Linked DNA regions of Mus musculus: region 1 is linked to region 2. The links are chromatin contacts, called in public promoter capture Hi-C maps. All regions are on one chromosome and are shown on one strand. Each heading gives the region's core, a stretch centred on a gene start, on an enhancer-like site or on the middle of the called end of the contact. The rest is flanking DNA. Distances are from core to core; before and after follow the strand shown.

Region 1 (5,984 bases), core at 1,574-4,073, 1.1 Mb before region 2:
GTTTGTTTTCCTTCTTCTCTAGGCCAAGGGCATTATGTCTCTCAGTCTAAACACATCTGTCTACCTTTGGCATATGGTCCCATCAGTAAGAGGGCCAAAGAGGGTCTTGACTCACCATTCCAAGAGACAAAGACCAGGGCTTCCATATCCACATCAAATCATATGCAAATGATTGTTAAGAGGAAATAAATGACTCCTGAGACCAAATCACTTATAGAAAGCAGGCTTGGCTAAAACAAAACCAATTATGTATACTCTACTGTCCCATAATTCCTAACTGTGCTACTTGCATCTGCTATACTAAAAATAGTAAGACACAGTCTAGTGGGTGGCTTTGATAGAAGCTGGTTGGATGACAGCATCTGGGACTCTGTTGGAGCAACATGGCATCAAAGCCAAGCACACACACCAGTATCAGTTGTGACATAGTTCCAAACTGGAAGAAACTAGACTCGCCATCCGTCCGTCCGTGTTGCAGAAGGCAATGGGAACTGCTACCGGTCCTGGTTAATGTTCATTTCTTCCTGTTCCACTTTCTATAAACAAGGTAATGCCTATACAAGCTCATTACTGTAAACTGAGCACATTTAAATTGGTAGTAAAACCAGAGTATTTACTCTAGTGCGTGTATAAAGTGCCTTGTCTAAGGTTTTGGAAATGTTTCAAGTTTTGAAACCAAGCAGCTGGCAGCTTTACAAGCCAAACCTTACACTGAAATCCCTCACTCTGGAAAGTCTTTTGGTGTCCCGTGTCAGGTAGTACCATTCAGCAGACATCCATCTCCTCCCGCCCCTTGGATTCTTTCACCATAAATTTGCATTCACAGGGCTCTTATAACTCTTGCAGCACTCCAGGCTCCAATGGCTGTTGATTAAATGTATGTATCCTGTGCATTCAATCTGACTTTCATTATGGTCACTTCGTAAAACCGCCATGGGCTGGACAAGCGATGACACATAGCAAGAACCTGGAATCCCTGCAAAGTCTCAGATGAGAATTTTTTTTCTCTCTCTCTCCCTCCCTCTTTATTAATAGTGACCATTTAGTGGCCTAGCTCTAAATCAGCCAGCGTATTTGACAGCAAATGTTCCTATCTATGGATTATATATAACCCGTCCTAAACACCAGATGAAAAAGGGATAACCCTAAGAAAGGAAGGGCTGGCTTCCATGTAAATCATGTTACAAATTGGACAACACCCAGAGAGTTCATTGTTCGCCCTCAATTGTGAAGGCCATTCCCATTTACTATTCCCCTGGAATGGATGTTAATTAAGGCCGACTGAGACCATAAATCACCCTGAGAGTTTTACAATGTAATTCAGCATTAAGCATATGTATTTAAATAAAAAGTAACTGATTAACCACTAGTGCTTTTCCAGAAGTTGCTGAGGCCATTTCTTTATAATAGAGGCATGTCACTTTTCATTTTTGTAGGGAGAAAATGAAAGAAGTATTATCTTCTTTAAAAGGTAACAGTTAGGATACTTAAGGGATCCATGACACTGTTTATTATGAGAAAGAGAGGAACTGAAAAGAATGAGGGGAAAGGAGAGAACAAAAAGGTTAGGGGAGGCCGTTGGCACCTATTTCTTATCTCCTTTATCATTACTCCTTTTGGTCCAAGCATTTACTATGTGCATCTACTCCATGTTAGGCACCACGCTAGGCACTGGTGCATAAGACTAACCTGACTCTCAACACGATGTGTGTAGTGCCGTGGCTGGGGGAGGCCAGCCCCGCTGTTGCTGAATTAATGCAGTGTTTAGCAACACTTAGAAGGATTCATTGAGTATCTCCTATGCACCTAGGCACATGCTTATAAAATGATATCTCTGTGTGTGCGTGTGTGTGTGTGTGTGTGTGTGCGTGTGCGCGCGTGTGTGTGTGTGTGTGTGTGTGTGTGCGTGTGTGTGTGTGTGTGTGCGTGTGCGTGTGTGCGTGTGTGTGCGTGCGTGTGCGTGTGCGTGTGTGTGTGTGTGGTGTGTTCATGTCTACAGGTGCATGTGCATACACAAGCCCATGTGAATGTAGAGGTCAGAGGATTCTTTCCTCAGGCATCTTCCACTCTTTTTGGAGTCAGGGACTTTTACTATCCTAGAGCCCATCACGAAGGGTAGGCTGGCTGGCCAGCAAGTTCCAGGGAGCCACCAGTTTCTGCATTTCTGGTGCTGGGGTTACAAAGTCACACCATTGTGCTTAGATTTTTTAATGGGTTCTGGGGATCAAACTCATAACCTTGTGCTTGCAAATCAAGCACCATATTTGCTGAATTATTTCCCCAACTCCAACCAAAATGATATGTTTTATATTCAAATTGCATATAATAATATCAGAGGGGTAACTTGTGTGCTTCCTTGAAACCCAGCCAAAGCAACCACATCTGCCTGTCAGAAGCAACAGGCCATTCTTCCGGAGAAAGCATCTTTGAGTGCACAGCTGAAGAGGCAGGACTACTAAAGCACACGTTCTTAAAGAGCTGTGCTGGGAATCTAGACATGGTTGTGACTACACTTTGAAGAGTAAAGCAACCTGAAGGAAGAGAAATAATAATAATAATCCAGGAAGGCACTTGGTTTTAGTATGAAGTGCATGGATAGTAGAAATTCACACAAATAATCCAGAACAGCTAGTAGAATTAGTTACCCAAATTGTACTGAGAACTCTCACTATCTCACTCGATTTAGATGTCAAATCTGTGATGTAGGCACTATTTTACCTTCTCATAGAATAAACAATGATTTGTGTTTCAAGCCCAAACTCATGCCACAGGTAATTCCCAGAGCAAAAACTTGAAGGTAGGTCTGTTGACAAAGCTCTCTCCAGTCTACTCAGCATTCCTGGACTTCCTCCTTTTGTTTGCCAAGCTGATACTTTAAAGAGATCTGTGTTCTGTTCAGCCAAGGCAGGAGAAAAATCATATAACTAGTCAATTCACTGTAAAGTCAAACATAAAACATGATTATCAGGGGAACACTGGAATCTAACATTTGCATACATAGGCTGTACGGGCATGGTTCTAGATACTTTATGCTCAGGGGTGCCAAATGAAATGTGTCCTTTCTGTTCTACAGATGAGGAAGTTGAGGCTCAGGAATGTAAAGAACCTGCCAGCATCTAGGAGCGAAATGGATCTGGAGTCCAAAAGCTGAGCAACCAGCTACCTTCCGCTCAGTGCAGTGTGGTACTGGAAATGGCAGTAACCAGTGTGTCTCCACCATGCTGCATAACCTGTGAGTAGCATTTGTACTGTCCTAAGCAATAACCTCTGTGTTTCTTCCTGTTTGATCTGTCCCAGCCAATCCTTCTCCTATGCCTAAGCCAGAACGATGCAGAAGAACATCATCTCATGCTGAACTCCCAACACTATATTTTCTATCGAGCACGTGTTCATACCTAAATATGGTGGGAGTCGGTGCCTCTGGAAAGAACCAGCAACCTTGCATAAACCAATGGGCAGATAGTGCCCTAAATCCTGCAGTCTTAAGCTCCTCTCTAAATTTATTCAACTGCTACTACAAAACAACATAAAGCAGGTGGTTTCCAGACAACAGGGACTCAGTTGTCACAGCTCTGAGAGCTAGATCAAGACACCAGCAGGTCCAGTATCTAGTGAGAACCCACTTTCTGGTTCACAGATGGCACCTATCCCAATTTGTACACACATAGCAAAATAGATAGGCTAGCTGTTTTGAGGTTTCCTTTGTAAGGACACAGCCCACTCATGGGAAACTGTCTAATCACTGTTCAAAGATTTCACCTTTAATACTGTTGCCTAGATAACCACTTGGGTTGCAACATAAAAAATTTGGGAGAGATATAGACATTCAGACAATCTATTACTCTCAGCCCTCCCACATTCCACACTAAAACTACAACAATTCTTTAACAAGATATGAACTTTTATGAGCCAGGATATTTGACCATGCCACTCCCTTTCTTTACTTGTTAAAATATTAAAATAATGGCACTCTTTCAAAACGCAGTTCAACTACAACCTCTCAGAAAAGACTTCCCAAGATCCTCTGCCATCTGCTATCTATCCATCATATTAGCCTGTGATACTGTCACCCATGTTCCTACTTTTCTGTTTGCTCCTTAAGGACAACTGCACCACTATGCCATCTTTATTTTTATAGCTCTCTGACACTGGAACTGTGGCCTTCGCAGTTGCTCAATAAAAGTTTGCTCTGTGCTGATACTGCATAGGTAGCAAGTCCTTCTTTCAGTAAGAACTAGAAAACACCCTTCAAAGACAAGGTTCTTAGACTCCTTAGACTCACTTTGAGAGGAGCTGTCCCTTAGTCAACACTGAATATCATCTCACCTTGCTTATTTTCCCTTTCTACCTTGTCTGAATTCAAAGTCCTACTTCATGGCACACTATTAGGATACTTGTTTGTGTGTTTCTTGTCTAAATTAAACAGTTTTTAACCAGAATATAATTTTAGTATCCTAAAAACAATGCCAATATCTTGTCATAGCCCTTAGGAACAAAGGTGCTTCGCAGGCTCTCTGCAATCCAGCCTAGGAAGCCGAGTGAGAACGCATTTCCCACAGCTAACCACTAGTGACTGTGCAGCATAGCTAGTCCACATTTTAATTTCAACAGACTGTCAGAGTTTATATATAAGGAGACATTACTTTCTGTGAGTATTTTCCTTGATAGCATTGGAAGTGTGTGTTGGGAGGAGAAGCAGAAGGAACAGGGAGAAAGGCTGCTGGTGTTCGAACCCTGGCTTTATGCTAAATACCTAGCAAGTGACTTGCTAGACACTTTTCTAGCTTTCAGTGTTGTCTTGAGGGTCTCAGCCTTGGTAACCAAAAAAAGGCTCATATATGACATCTCTGACACAAACCCGTCCTGCCCCTTGACAGACACTTCCTGGATGAGTTTCTGGGGTACAGCCTGAAAAGTATACTTTAGGAATCTCCTATCGACAAACTGAGAAACAGTGCTGTGATCGAGTCCACTGTCATTTCCACTGGCCTTGCCATTCTCGTTCATTTATATCTGAGGTCCAAAAGAGCAGGCACAACACCAGCAGGTGCCTGGTAAGATGCTCATCAGAAGTTGTGATAAAGCACAATGCTCTGTTCCCTCCGTGAGCTTGAACATTTCACAGCCATTTAGACAACAGCTGCTGAATTCACTCACCTTCTGCATTCACAAGTAGCTTGTACCATGTTCCCATTACAGCTAGGTTTTAATATGTAATGATGACTACAAAGACATCATAAAGAATAATACAATTTAGGTAGAAGGATCCTAAAACCCAAGCCAGCTGGGACTCTGTCTCATACTTCTTCCAGGAAAACTGGCTTTGGTTTCCACTGTGTAACCATCTGTATGGCAAACTAGTGCTTTGACAGCCAAGCCTACTAAAGCTTTATTTTAATATTTACTGCTGAGTATCTTTGTCTGACCTGAATATTAATAGAAGCTGGGTTTGGCTATGAAGAGACTGTCACAGAGCTAGAAGGGGTCTTAGACACAACTTACATATTCATATTCCAATAACTTGTTGATGGCTGAGTGCCTGAGAGTGACACATCAGAAGCCAGAACCACCATGCTCTGATTCCCACGCCAGTGTTTTCCCTACATTTAATTTTTTCCCATATCAACTTGAAAAGCCAGCTGGATAGCCAGTAAGGTACTTGAGCTAGCCCTCCCTGCTTCTTTTACAGGGTTTGTTAGAAATCTTGATATAATATCTTACAAATTATTCAGCAGAAGGAATTTTACTTGTATCTAAGTCCCCTTTTCTTCCAGCAAAACCAGTAAAGAGAGACAGTTACCTCACATTTGGCACTTTTCAATTTTTTAAAGGCACAATGTGTTGAGGAAACCCTTGGCTTACATTAGGACATGTGGCACAAGTTTAAATGAGATGCTCGGCCATTTCCATCAGTGGTGTCCTTAGGTGTAGAACTTTTGCCAGGGAACTTCTGCAGCCAGACTATGATGAGCCTCTGATAGCAC
Region 2 (6,191 bases), core at 1,553-4,052:
TTGAGGCAGGATTTTGTCTATGCCTTCACCTGCTGGGCTGTCACTGATGAAAACCATCTTTAGTTTTACAGTTGTAGTCCTTTGGGAAGGCGAGGCAAGTCAAGTTTTCTTCCTTTGAAAAAAAAATTTTTTTTTTTTTAGTAATAAACTGTGCTAGCATATAATAATTTGTGGTAACTTCATGGTTTGGTAATTAAAGTAAGGCAAGGGAAAAAAAGCCATTTTCTATAATGAGTTACAATACAAACAATTCTGGAACATTGAGTACGTGACTGCAATTTACCTGACAGGTGTGTAAAGGGGTAAGGAGCTTAAATTAGGATTAAAAATAGATTGCCTGAAAAAAAGGGGGAGCGGGGAGAAGCAGGAAGTCACAGGCCTGATTTGACACCGTTTTTGAAATTTTAGAACTAGTATCATAGTTTTTAAAAAAAAATTAAGTGAATTGTTTTTACTTTTTTGTTTTCTTTAAGACAGAGTCCCCTCTGTAACCCAGGCTCACCTGGAAATCACAATGGCGTCCAGTCCACCTCAACCTACTGTCTGCTAGATTTAGAGGTATGAGCCATCAGGCCTTGCAAAGGAATCTTTAAATATGTGGTGTCTTATGTTAATCAGCATGATTGTTTAAAAAAAGAAATTAAGTCGGGGTGTGTGTGCGCTTACGGCAAACCCCTCTCGCCTCCCAGGTATTCCCCTGCCTTACCCCAGAGTGTGAGGAGGACTTGTGGTAATAAAGTTATGCTTTGACAGCCACCAGAGTGACAACTCCCACCCCTTCTTAGGACCTTGACTCCTTGACTCCTGGCCCGTGGCAGGATGAAGCAGGATAGGGAGGGAGCGAAGGGAGAAGGAGGGAAAAGGAAACAAAATGGACAGGAACTGACTGTCTTGGTTGTGAGAGGCACACCCTGCGCTAGAAGGCAGCCTATGGGAACAGGTAGAAAGCCTTGGAACCTGACTCTGGCCTCATTGTGAGGAGAGCTGGCACTTTATCGTAACAGCTGTGTTTCCAGACACTGTGGCAAGTAATATGTTTCATTTGTGCGTGCGTGTGTGTGTGTGTGTGTGTGTGTGTGTGTGTGTGTGTGTGTGTAGGTCAGAGGACAGCCTCAAATATCATTCATTAGGCATGATCCACCTTTTAAAGACAGACTTAGAACTCATCAAGAAGGCAAGGCTGCACGACCTATGAGCCCTGATCTGTCTGCCTGTCTCTGCTTCCTCAGCTCTGGAATTACAAGTGAACACCAAATCCCCATGGCTGGCATGTTTATTTATTTTGTGCATGTGGGGAGCCTGTGTGAGAATATGTGCACGACACGAGTTCTCTCTCTCTCTCTCTCTCTCTCTCTCTCTCTCTCCCTCTTCCCCCCTCTACACACACACACACACACACGCACACGCACACGCACACGCACACACACACACATATATATATGAAATTCAGAGAGGATGAAATTCAGGTCCTCACACTTGCAAGGCAAGCACTTATCTACTGAGCCATCTCCTCGCCCCCTCAAATTTATCTTAAATGGTGGAAATTCTCAGAGAACCTTTCGCCATGGGATTGGATCCCATCCGTATTTACACGCTGTGCACCAAGTGATACAGAAAGAGAAATAAACCATCACACACTAAAGAACACTATTAGGTGAGATCTCCGTGAGACAGGACTTAAGGCCATGCCCTCTGGTCAGCAGTCTTTTTTATACCCGTCTAACTATCTGATCAATATGTGTTAGGCTGCAATGGCCGGGAGGGGAGCAGAGTCCCTGCCTTCTCCATCTTCATCTTCTCCATTTCACCTTAGCAGTCTCTCTCTCTCTTTCTCTCTCTCTCTCTCTCTCTCTCTCTCTCTCTCTCTCTCTCTCTCTGTGTGTGTGTGTGTGTGTGTGTGTGTGTGTGTGTGTGTGTGTGTGTGTGTGTTTTGGGGAGTTATTACTTTACAGGCGAGTTAATTACAGAACACCCAAGACGACACATAAATAACTACAGGATCGAGAATTCCAAGACCAGAGCTTTCCCAAGTGGCTGCACAGCCTGCGTTCTTCCTAGCTTCCTTTGAATTGGGGGCAGAGGAGAGCCGCCAGACAGGAGCACCTACACTGGGTAAGCCCATGCCTCTACGTAAGAGCTATGAACCAGACGCAGTGAGGTGAGCAAAGGTGGGATCCTCCACTCTTCTTAAACCCCACCTTACGGAGAGGAAGCAAAATTGTGAGTGATTCCTGCTGAGGATCCAGCACTGATGGGAAGGAGAGCAAAGCTGGAACTCCCTGGGAGCGAGGCAGAAGGTAGGAAGAGGGCTGGGAGGAGAAACGGGCATTTTCCCAGGGGTCCTGTCTCTTGTGCGCGAGGCTTGGTGATTCCCTCATACACACTTGTCGCCTGGAGGGTTCCATCACCTGTGCAGGTGTGGCGCTGGAAGGAGCTGTTTCCTGGACTGTGGTCTCACCCCTAACTTCTCCCCAGTTTGAGGTGGGAAAAGCAGTTAACTATTTTTGTGGGAACCAGGCTTGGTACATAAGGGATGCTAGGATTCCCGGGAAAATGATTGATGACATAGAGACCTGGAAGGCTGGGCTCTCATTGAAGCATCCTTCCCTACACCTACCTCTGCCTCCAAGTCGACGCGCCCTACGACGGGACTGAGGTTCTTGTAAGCAAGTCCCCGCCCGCTGACTCCCTGCAGCGAACTGGGTGGGGACCCGCGGCGCCGCGGAAAGGCTATTTTGAGTGTGGGAACGCGGTGGGAGGAGGGGCGCCGGCGGGCTGGGCGCGGGCGCGCGGGGAAAGCCTCCAGCTCGGGCTGCCACGGCAACCGCGTCCAGGCAACGCGCCCGGAAGAGGCTCTGGGAGGCGCGCGGCGGCTCGCGCCCTTCCAGGGTGGGGGAGCCGCGAACCCCGGGCCGGGCCGCGCGCGCGCTGATTGGAGCGCGGGCCCGCAGCCGGGTTCGCCCCGCAAAGCCCCGCGCTCGCGGCCACCGCACCCAGAGCGCCGGCGACGACATGGGCAGCCTCGGCGCGCCAGATCCGCGCGCGGGTGAGTCTTCAGAGGTGTCTCCCCTCCCCACATGTCCGGGCATCCTCTAGACTCAAGCGGCGGGTGCTTCCGCAGGGACCGTCGATGTGACCTTGGAGCAACCACTCCATGGATAGGCATGGGATAGTGCTGGGGAGAGGGGGTGAGGGATGAAGCCTCGTGTGCCCCGCGTGACACTCTGGACGCGAGAGGGTTAACTGAATGCTGACGCGCAGGGCTGAAGTTAGGCGCAGAGCGCAAGTGGCATTGCATCTTCGCGGGGGCTGCAAGCTAGCAGACAGAAGAGGCCCCCGAGGGACTGTTTGAGGAGAGCCAAGGGTGTGCAGAGTTTGCCAGGACTAGGGGCAAGTCTATCATTCACAGTTGGAGCTGAGTGACCTTGGGTGGGTTAGCCACATTGCTCCCGCGGATTCTCTGGTTTTCATCCTTTGAAAGGAAGGGCTCTGGTTCTTTCCAGTTGCAGCACAAGGCTGTTTTGCTGGTACTGTGAGCTGAGGAAGGGACCCTCTGGGGATGCAAGACTTAACCATATTTATTCCGCAAGGGGTTTCCAATGAGCTGGCTCCCAAAGTAGCAAGAAATGTTACCATTTTATGGAGGGAACAGTCTGGGGTCCGGAAAGGCTCCTTAAAATGCATAGATTAAAATCCCTTCGGTGCACTTAAGTCCTGAACCCAATCAGGGTCCAAGCTGCCAAATACTTCTTTCCTGTAGTTGATCTGATAGGAAACTTTGTGTCTGAACAGGTAAAATCAAAACCCAGTAGTGGCAGGCAGTGGCAAATTAAGTGAGTCATTTCTTCAATGTGCAGAAGCTGTGTGTGTGTGTGTGTGTGTGTGTGTGTGTGTGTGTGTGTGTGTGTGACATGCGCATGCGTGCACTCAGCTTAAAGTCTGTGTATGCTGTTAAGAGGTTATTTCACAGAAATAATGTTGAACTGGTTTGGATCTACAGAGGGAATCACTTAGAACTAGGGCCAGACATTTGCATTGTTCTTTGGAGATTTGGGGTTAGGGGGCTAGCAAGATGGCTCGGTGGGGGGTGGGGGTGGGGTAAAGGTCTTTGCCATTAAACTTGAGGACCTGGGTTTGATCTCTGGAACCCACATTGTGAAAGGAGAGAATCATCCAACCCCCACAACTTGTTCTCTGACCTCCACACCCACACAAGGCACAGGAGCTAAACGAATAAATGTAATTAAAAAATTAACGAATTAGCTTTCTGAGAGTAAATACGTTCTTTATTAAGAAATGCACATTGTATCTACCTTGGCTTGTGTGTGTGTGTGTGTGTGTGTGTGTGTGTGTGTGTGTAGAGGTGACTTACAGGCTGTGGTATTTTTTCTAATTTTAGCACTGGCTGGAACTAAAAATGACACAGAGGCCATTTTTCATCCATAAACTTCCCTTTCCTCCAAGGGGCCACAACAGGTCCCCATGACTCCCATCACTGGACTGTTGAGATGCCTCTGACGTTGTGTTCCAAGGACACTCTTGATATCCATGGAAATCTGACTCTCTCTGTAAAACTGTGAGCTGGGAAGCCAAGTTTCCAGTTAGTAAGCTTTTGCCAGCTCAGCTACCTGAGGGCTTAGAAATCTTTAATGGTTTACATATTAGAAATCGCATTAGCATACAGATACAAAAGTCCTCATTGCTCAAGAATTCTGCCTGTGAGCCTACAACCCCTTTAAAGACCCACAAGTCCTGGACCTTAGATCCTTCGTTGGCAAAGGACTCATTCTCCTACCCGTGCTGGCTGCTAACCCACCGTGTCTCCTCTCATGTATCCTGCAGCCCACTCCTGTATTTTCATTTCCTGTCTCCGAGCCTGTCTCTCCCCACCCCCCTTCTCCCCTCTGCCAGGGTGTGAGCACAGCCTCCTTCACAACACCTCTTCTGAGAACCAGGATGACCTTGCCCATATTCTTTAGTGCCACCTCCAACGTATTAACTCTTAGAATGTGATACTGTCTTCTCAAGACCCTCATTCCTGTGTTCCTGGTTTGGTACTTGCCAGACCTGGTGGCCCTTCAGAATTGCTCTGCACATTTTGAAAAAGACAGGGTTTATTTAGTCTCTCAAATATCAAGATGGAATCATTAGGGTGTTGTAGGACCTTAAAAATCCAAAAACAAGCAAACAAACAAAACCCTTTCTATAAAACAAGCAAACAAACAAACAAAAAAACAAGGCTTAGGTTAGCAAAATGGCTCAGCAGAGAAAGGCACCTGTCACCAAGATGGACAACCCAAGCCAGAGGTTCAGAATCTGAGCACAGTATAAGAACAGAATGACTCTTCTAAGTGGCAGTGTGTGCTGGGACACACACACAACTTTTTTTTTTTAATTTCTTTTTTGTTTATTTGTTTGTTTGTCTAGAAAAAAAACAGAGGAGGGAGGAGGGGGAGAAAATAGCCTGTCTGGTGACTGTTGCTCACTCAGGCAGGGAAACTACTTCACTTGAGGCTCAGAAAAAGTCATAAACAACGAACTCAGGAGCAGCTGGCTTCATTCTCTGCTCTGCCAGCTTTGCTAGGGATTTTGGGTTTAGGCTGCCGCTCTCCCACTCAATGGACTGGCAGTGCCTCCGCTTTGACCTCTGTGGCTCCGCCTTTGACCCCTCCCCATGGCTCTGCCTTGACCCTTATGGCTCTGCCTGCATTTTCTTTCAACCTCTAAAATTGACCTTTAAGAACCTTCCCACATCACTGAATCTTTCCACCTACTGTGCCTGGCTTTAACCATCACGGAAGACTCCAGCTCTTTCACCCGCGTCATTGTAATGCCTCAGCCCATCTTCAGGGCTCTACATCTCCACATCTCCCATCAGCACATGTGACCTCTGAAAAACACAATGTTTTGTCTTGACAGGTTTTGACATGTTGATTTTCGGGGGGTGGGTGTGGGGGACGGGGAGGTGGGGAGTCAGAGCCTTACTATGTAGACCAGGGTATCCTCATATCCAGAGATCTGATGGCTTCTGCCTCTAGAATGCTTAGCTCAAAGGTGTGAGCCACTGTGTGCAGACTTGGACTTCTTATATTCCAGGCTCTAGTCTCAAAATCACTCTCATCGTGTTTTCTTCTCCTCGCCTGCCAAGTTATCCAGGAGAAAGTCACAAAGACCTTTGGACTGGTTTTGTT

The links. Promoter capture Hi-C pulls out the DNA fragments that hold promoters and counts their contacts.
Region 1: a promoter capture Hi-C map of pre-B cells shows a contact between it and region 2, with 7 times the contacts expected there. The contact joins the enhancer-like site here to the promoter of Fam81a in region 2. A contact is called at or near these places in 7 of 39 promoter capture datasets (the C10 cell line, the HPC-7 cell line, HPC-7-derived erythroid cells and 3 more).

The regions. Positions count from the first base shown.
Region 1 is chr9:71,236,965-71,242,948 of GRCm38.p6, reverse strand. The region is part of intron 1 of Aldh1a2 (aldehyde dehydrogenase family 1, subfamily A2); the gene reads right to left. Among named protein-coding and RNA genes, the nearest start is that of Aldh1a2, 24 kb to the right of the region's middle. Within about 2 kb of position 2,823, at least 7 of the 459 cell types and tissues checked have an H3K27ac peak or open chromatin away from gene starts, as enhancers often do.
Region 2 is chr9:70,138,168-70,144,358 of GRCm38.p6, reverse strand. Fam81a (family with sequence similarity 81, member A) reads left to right here and starts at 2,802. Exons shown (of 9, transcript NM_029784.2): 1 at 2,802-3,046.